Linked DNA regions of Columba livia: region 2 is linked to region 1. Evidence: chromatin contacts called from public Hi-C data. All regions are on one chromosome and are shown on one strand. Each heading gives the region's core, a stretch centred on a gene start, on an enhancer-like site or on the middle of the called end of the contact. The rest is flanking DNA. Distances are from core to core; before and after follow the strand shown. Region 1 has its middle 12 kb from the start of HUNK. Region 2 has its middle 26 kb from the start of MIS18A.

Evidence for each region. Hi-C and Micro-C count contacts between places; a contact is called where the count stands out from the background.
Region 2: a Hi-C map of crop shows a contact between it and region 1, with 5 times the contacts expected there. The contact joins two enhancer-like sites. A contact is called at or near these places in 2 of 2 Hi-C or Micro-C datasets (crop and liver).

The regions. Positions count from the first base shown.
Region 1 is chr1:91,171,357-91,175,481 of bColLiv1.pat.W.v2, forward strand. No RefSeq gene overlaps it. Among named protein-coding and RNA genes, the nearest start is that of HUNK, 12 kb to the right of the region's middle. Within about 2 kb of position 1,780, at least 2 of the 3 cell types and tissues checked have an H3K27ac peak away from gene starts, as active enhancers do.
Region 2 is chr1:91,313,796-91,317,920 of bColLiv1.pat.W.v2, forward strand. No RefSeq gene overlaps it. Among named protein-coding and RNA genes, the nearest start is that of MIS18A, 26 kb to the right of the region's middle. Within about 2 kb of position 1,691, at least 1 of the 3 cell types and tissues checked has an H3K27ac peak away from gene starts, as active enhancers do.

The DNA of each region.
Region 1 (4,125 bases), core at 530-3,029:
GCATTCATCAGCTAGGTGGATAAATCTGTGCTGATTCAAAGGAGAAAGTATGTGTTTGACATAGAAACAGGTGCAGAAGAGACTAACCTATTGGATTTTGTAATAATCAACATGTTATCCTGATATATTCAATCACATCTCTGAGTGATGCTGTAATGATGTAAATACACAAACCCAGAACTGTGTGGGTTGTTGTTTTGTTTGTTTGTTTGTTTGGGGGGGGCATGGTTTTGTGGGTTTTTTTTATATTTACTTTTGTTTTTTCAGTTTCTCTAGAAAGTCTACTAATAAAAAAATCTAAAAGCTTTATTTGGACCTAGCAGGAACTGGCTTCCAGTATTCCATTGAAGGACTTACAAGAATGTGTTGATTGGAAGCTCTGTGCAGAAAATGTGTAAATAACAGTTTCTACACCCAAAATTGATTTGGTTGTTCTGTACACATTTAAGGCCTAATTTGTAAAACTTCCTCACTAGGACTAGTCTGATTTTGTTAAACAGGAGTGTTCATTTGGGCATGATTTACCTGTGTAAACAAAGGTTTGAGAGATCACATATGCTTAGGGCTACACTAAATGACCTGTACAACACTAAGTTAAAAACAAACAAACAAACAAAACAAAACAAAAACAACAACAATGAAACAGAAACCAGAAGGGGAAGATGAAAAGAGCTAAAACTTATTTTCAAGGTGGCTTCATGATTTTTGTAGTTGTGAGTAATGACTTTTTGGATGCTTGAATGAGCATTACTGAATGAGGGCCTCCCTATTGCTGGCTCTGCAGGTGAGCTGGCTAAAGAATCAGACAGGAGTGCAAATGCCAGCCTTCACGGTGGTGTTGGGAGGCTGGATTTAGTCTGCAGCTTCAGGATCTTCATGTGGAGACAAGGCTGGAGCCATACAAAACCCTCTCCAAAATTCTTATCTCAGCACACTTGATGTTCGGGGCTTTTGTCTCAGTACACTTGAGATTCAAGAGCTCAGGACCTCAGCAGGGGTGCCCAGGATTATGAAGATGGTTTGGACATCCCTCATCTGGTGGTGGAGCCGGCTGCCTGTTGTCGAGGGGTATGAAAAATGCATCTGGTGGTGGTGCGAGATCCAGGGCACCTTAGGTGCTTTATCCAGATGCCATTGTTGCAGCAGGGGAGTGTTGTGCAGTACCAGCTGCTGAGCACCGTGTCTTGCTGAAGCAGCTACAGTGATGGCTGCCAGGCAGGCCACTGCTGAAGCTGTTTTCTGCCGAGCTTGGTAGCCTGCCAAGCTGCTTCAGCAGTTTGGGCAACTTTCCTTCTGCTAATGCTGGCCAACCCCTATAATCTCTCTCTCTAAGTGCTTGAAGCAAATCCTCCCCTGCCATCACTGGAGCCAGAGCCTGAATGACCAAAGCAGCAGCCCAAGTGGGAGCTCAGGGCAAGAGACGCATCTCAGTACTGCAAGCACCAGTAAGAGAAAGGACAACAAAATTTTGTGGAAAAGATTATTTCACCAACCTTTTCTTTTTTTTTTTTTTTTTTTGGGGGTGTGGGAGTTGGAGATATGGGCAAATAGTGTAAATCATCAGTAATACTGATGAAACTGAAAAATAAGCAAGCAAGCAAAAATAACCTGGAGAAAAACAAAAAAAGGGGATCAGATGTGAGCATCATATGCAGTGAGCATCATTGAATATGCAGTGAGCATCATTCAGATAGGCTGGTTTTGGCCAAGTTCCCCATGAGGAAGTTGGTGGTGGCTTCTGGAGGAGCTGCTGCTTGCGGCCACAGCGTGGCAGTCTCAGACGCCCGAGACAGAAGCTGGGATTTGAGGTCGATATGTAGCTGTGCAGAAAGGGAACCGTGCAACGTTGAGAGATTCGGCTGTGGACTAAAACACAAGTGGGATGCCAACGAGCTTTGGAAGGAAGGCTTTGCACAGTGCATCCCCAAGCTTTTGGAAGGAAAACCAAAACAGTATGGTTGACCAAAAGAGATTAAAAAAAATTCATACTGCAGGAAACTTTCAGGTAATTTATTAAATACTTACACAAGAAAATCGTGTATGAGCTGCACTATCGAGAGAGAGGTTTCTTCTGAAATACAGAGTCCTTGCATACCGTGTTTGTTTCCAGGCATTGGCTCCTGCATCGATTCTGATGCTGTGAATCCCAAGACCACCAGTCTGGAGCAGTGAAACAGCGTAGCTTGGACTGAGGCTGCCTGAGGAATTTCCTCTTCTCCTGCTCTAAGCACTATCTTGACAGCTGAGACCAGCCAGAGAGCTTTTGCTGACACACCCTGAATTTGAACATCTGGAGAGTGTAAGCTCTGCTTGCTTTGTGAAACGTCCTCAGCTCAGGAATTTACTTCTCCCAGTGGCCTAGCAGAGCCAATGTCCATTGACCTTCAGGGCACAATGTAAGGCCCATCTGTTTTCCCAAATTTTTGCCTGAGGGTCTGTCAGGGAGGCTCATGGTTAACTTGTCCTATGGGAGTCTGTGCGAGATGAACAGTGGGCAGCCTGGTATGTATCTGGGTTTTTAAACAATATACATGCGTCCAGACTTTTACAGGGAAATTAAACAAAATCTTTTTACCTTACAGGCGTTTTACAATAAATAAATTTACTGAAATAAATAAATCCCTCAGATTTTGGTAACTGTGCTATGAAGGTTCTTCATGCTTGAGTGAGAAATTGATCTCTCCCAGGCCATCTGTTCTTGATCCTGCAAAGAAAGTATATCACAACTACCTCCATGACAACAGACTGACATATATATGCTCAGGATTAAATCAACACTGCATCAGAAAATAGGAGAGGCCCATGTGACAGAAAGTCCTCATTAACACTGAAAGAATTTCAAGGTAACAAATGCATTTCTTCCCCCCCCCCCCCCTTTTTTTTTGAGGTCCGTTAAATTAGTCCTTGTTTTAGGCACACAAAGGAAAAAAACTGCAAGTCTGGCATCAAGCTGAAATACCTGTTGATTGAAGTATCAGTGGACTAAACGGAGGGTGGGAAACAAGTACTAATTAATTCATGGTGGCTTTTGCCATAGATGCAAAGTCTGGTGGGATCAGATGTCAACAACTTGTTAGAAAGTAGCCTAGATCACAAAGGGATCACACTGTGTTCCAAGCGAAAAGCTCTGACTCTGCAGAATCATCTGTTTCCACTTGAAATTGGATGTGATCCTGCAAGTCATCCCTCCATTCTCCTACGCTCAGCGTGGCCGCCTGCTTCCCCTGCAGCAGCATCACATCCTTCCGCATGTTGTTTCTGCTTCCACCGCTCATCCTCTGCACCTGCTTTGGCCTTTTGGCGTTTGCAGAGCTCTGGAACCAAGGATCAAAAGCCACATCTTTGCCTTTTCACTTGCATGGGCTGTCCTATTAAAATGTGAATCTCATAAATAAAGAAACTGGGAATTGGCCCCACACTTATTTTCATGTTTGCAGAAGGCTGTGCACCCCTTTCTTTTTGTGAGTTAAGAATAGTCCCATATAGATTTTTATGCTAATTGTGAATTGTTAGAGATTTCAGATACCAAGTCCGATTTAGGAAAAATCACAAAAACAAGTTTCATAATTTAAAATGTAATTCATTTACTATTAAGCTAATGTCACTATGCCAGGTCCTGAATGTATGCCAGAGTATTCACCTGTAAAAAATTGTGCGCTTCATAATTGGGTTTTCCAGCATTGAATTTTTGATGTGGTTTCAATAGTTAGGGAAGTTGCATATAGAGACGTGACTGAAGCAAGTTAACTATGATTTCCAAATGCGATTTGCAATAGTCATGCAGCAAATCTATCCATATACAAACAAAGACACTTGGAAAATTAATGTTTTTGGTTGCAAAGCACCAAGATTAATTTTCATAGCTTAGTACAAGACTGTATTCATTTTGAGATTTTTAATCTGATTAAATGTTTAAGGGTTCTCAAATTTGAATTAAAAATAAATATACAACAAGACTTGTATTTGTAGCTGTTTCACGACGGAATTTGTGTGCAACAGTCAGAATGATGGCTGGCTGAACTTCTTCATTGTTTTTCCTTGCCACACACTGCATATAGGTGAAGCATTGCTCAAGTTAACACACTACATTTCTAGTACATTATGAGCCTATGGGAACCTGTTTAT
Region 2 (4,125 bases), core at 441-2,940, 140 kb after region 1:
CCTTTGTTTGTGCCTCTAAATAACAGCATGATTTTCAGAGGGGTCTATCATTTTCAGGTTTCATTACTCCCCTTCTGTTCCCCCACTGGGAGCCAGGAGGTTTTCTCTTACTCCATAAGGACCAAGGCTAAAGCACAGAGCCTGTGTGGGAAGGACTTCAGAGGCTGAAGCAGACAGGTTTGTCAGAGACACGTCCTAAGCTACATAGGGCAGAATTTGACTTGAAGGGGTGAGACCATTAATTAAGTTGATCTGCTGACATTTAAGTGCCCAGCAACAAGATTGAGACTTTCTCTCCAATTCGGAAACGTCTACCCGAAAACAGGGTCAAGGTACCTGTGGGCAGTGCTGTTCACACGAAATTCATTAAAGATTCTACAACAGCAAATTGCTCCGTTTTTATACACAGATGCCTCTGTCCTGTGTCCTTGCTGCCACCCGAGATTCCAAGCCAGAAGAACGTCACCTGTCTTGCAATGCCACGGACTTTAGCTAATAGGAAAGGATGGACACAGACCTCAAAGAGCATCTTGGAAGGGGAAGAGCAGAAGAGCTTCAATTGCTGGGCAGCCTGGAGTCTGTGATCTCAAGACACATTCACCTGTTCCCGGGGAAAGTTGTGTCTCTTTAAAAATCAGTAATATTTTCTATTCTTTCTCCCCCTGGTTCTTCCCAGGAAAAAAGCCCCCTGTGCAGTGCTGAGTGGAGGTGGAGACCAGCACCCCAACACAAAGATTTCAAAAGGATGGGATGCTGACTGCTTGAAAGGAAAAACAAAATCCATGGGATGTTTCCTCTCCACGTGGTGAAAAGGTACTTGAGACTCAAAGAGTTTATTTTCTCTTCTTTTTGTCTGCAGCTGAAGAGGGGCTGGGGCTCAACCCCTGAGCTCCTTTGCTGGGGAAAGCAGCCATAATTGCTTTTACAGCTGGATTGCTCCACAGCATCCCCTGCTCCCCACAGGCACTCTGTGAATGAGCAGCCTCTATGGAGGCCTTCCAGGTCTCTTTTGTTTACATGCCCTGGGCATAGAGGTACTTAGAGAAGGGTCAGGGCATTGACACAGTCCTGCCAGGTCTCTAAGAGAAACATGTGAAAAATTTCAGGTGCCATTGCAAAGTCTGTATCATTCCTGTTTATTAGCTCTTGGCTTAGATTCCTGGACAGGGGTCACACACCACTGTGGTCCGCAGGGTGAGGTCACGGATTTCAGGAGAAGGTACAGCATTTGCTTTGGGGAGAGTTGGGGTTGTTCAGCCTGGAGAAGGCTCCAGGGAAACCTTATTGTGGCCTTTCAGTACTTAAAAGGGGACTATAATAAAGATAGGGACAGACTTTTTAGAAAGGCCTATTGCGATAGAACAAGGGATAACAGTTTTAAACTAAAAGAGGGGAGATTCAGGCTAGACATGAGGAAGAAATTTTTTATAATGAGGTGAAACACTGGCCCAGGTTGCCCAGAGAGGTGGTAGATGCCCCATCCCTGGAGACATTCCAGGCCAAGCCGGATGGGGCTCTGAGCAACCTGATCTATTTGCAGATGTCCCTGCTCACTGCAGGGGGTTGGACTAGATGACCTTTGAAGGTCCCTTCCAACACAGACTGTTCTGTGATTCTATGGTTCTAGGATGAATTATGATACAGTGTGACAGAAAGCAGAGGTATGCGGTAGGAGAGAAGGGAAGGAAGGCTTTTGCCAGCAGACAGTGGTTTCCTCTGCTGCTGTGCCTGGTATGGAGGACACACAGAGAGGTTTCCCCCAAAAAGCCAGAAATGAAGTACTGCTGTGGGGGCCTGTTGAGGATTTCCTCCAAAGAGAAATGGAATATTTTCCTTATGGTCAACCACAAGAGAATGTTACTACATCCTGCTCCTTGCATGGCATATAAATAGAAGGAGGAAAGGAATGACTAGTTAACTGTTTGACCTCTGTTTGGGGAAAAAAAAACTCCCAAGAAACCTCAAGAACTCACCCCATTAAGCATACAGGAAAATGTCACAGATCTGGCACCTTAATTATATGCTAATGACATCCTATGAGGGAGAAAAGCTTCAGATGTCTGAAGAAAAAATATATGACTGAAAAGTGTTGTGTATGCTCACAGAGCATTTTCTGAAAACTATTCCCTTTCTTTTTGTCTTTTTTTTTTTTACTGTTCGGGAATTAAAAAAAAAAAAAAGTAAAAGAAAAAAAAGCAGCAGACCAAAGAACTGGGTGAACCTTTGGCATTTGTGTTTGATTTTCAGCCGCTGGGCATGAACTGAAAACAAAACAAATCCTGCTGCAGAGAGGTTTGTCAAATGTGCAGGCTTTCAATGACTCTTCTGTTCATAATATTTTTCTGATTCACTTTAAGCTAAGATTGCAAATGGTCTTTACCCATCACCTTCTGGTGAACTTGTCTGAAACATACTTATTATTTTCCTATAAATTTATTTGCTCCACATGAAAAAAAAAAAAATCTCAGCTAGTATAAATATGTAACAAAGTTAATGAACGTACACCCAGATATGCAATCCAAGTATGTGGTATGCTTTTTGTTGACTTACTGGTTTGATTGAATTATTATTTCCCAAGAACTTGGCATTACACCTGAATGCTTAGAGAAGCCTCTATTCCTAGCAGAAGCTAATGATGACATTTATTTGGACAGTTTTTCTGACTCATATTTACATCCACTCACATGTGGCACATTCATTGGCACAGAAATGATACTGTATTTGATTGTTGAATATTCCTCTGCAAAGATTTTGGCTGAAGATCTTGGTTCACGTGCCATTTCAAGCCTTGGTTTGACTGGTTCTGAAAAAAAAGACCTGAACCTGCTGACAAGGAAGCCCATAACTCATCTGCTGGTCCCCACATAGGTGAGAGGATGCCTGATGTGCTGAAGTCTTTCTTTTGGAAGCTGGAGATACTCCATGGGGCTCTGAGGGGGAGCTAAGACGGGGTCCTTGCTTTGTGGATCTCACTGTGGGAACAGAGGGGCCTCAGCTCTTGTTTCAAAGTCTGCAAAAGCAGTACTGCACAGACAGCAAATGTGAGTGGAATCAAAGCTGTTTGTATAGGTAATAATCACAAAAATGAAAGTAGCATCTCCAATCAGTGTCTGGAAATCATTAGAAAAAAATTTTAAAATCAACTCAGGAAAGACTACTGACTATTCATGGACCAAAAAAAAAAAAGAACAAAAGCCTCCATCGTTATGAAAGCAATCCCAAAAATGAATGGTTCAAAAATTTGCCTTTGTCCACACCAAGTGAAAGAAATGCTTGAGCCCAGATGGGCAGCTTCAGTCCCAGCTAGCACAGGGCTCACAGGGCAAAGGCTGGGCCTGGCTGTTGGGGGAAACTAACAAAAATGGCAATGGCAGACAGATACTGTTGTAGAAGAACTAGTGTGTTTCCAGAAAAAAGTCACTATTCTGGAATAAAATCATTTCTATTCAGCAAGATTCCCTACCCAAAGCAGTTATTCCAGGATAGCCTGTGTGGGAAACCTAACGTGACACTTGCTATTCTTGTTATTTTCTCCAAATGGGCAAGTATTTGCTTACAAGACTAGTCCTGTTGACTTCCCAGGGGCGTCTCATACATGGAAATGCTGCAGACCTGAGATCACTACCTTTTTTGTTACAAAAACATGAAACTACTTGGTTTTCACTCCCATTTTGTGCCCCCTTTCTCCTCTGGGATGGCTATTTTTGCTTTTCATTGATACAGGATCTGTAATTCTCAGCAACAGCTATGTGGTAATCCCTTTAGGTTTTATTTAACTTTTGGAAAATAGCCCTGATACTTGTACAATAAATAGGGGTTTGCTTTCTTCTGGAGGACATAAGTTGGGTTTACTAGATTTAACTTATTAATTGAGTGAAAATAAATGTTCTCTTTAAATTATACTAAAAATACTAGCCTTGTGTGTGTCACAAGGAGTAGCAGTCATGGGACACAACAGCATGGTTTTCAAGAGACATAGAAAGGAGGCAGCCGAAGCTAACAAGAGGTTTTCTTCATTACTAAAAGATGTGGCTTTTACTTTTATATAACCAGGCCATATGGGCTAGCCAAAAGTGAAACCCCATCAAACCTGTTTGAGGTATGTTAGCTCTACTTTGGGAGAGT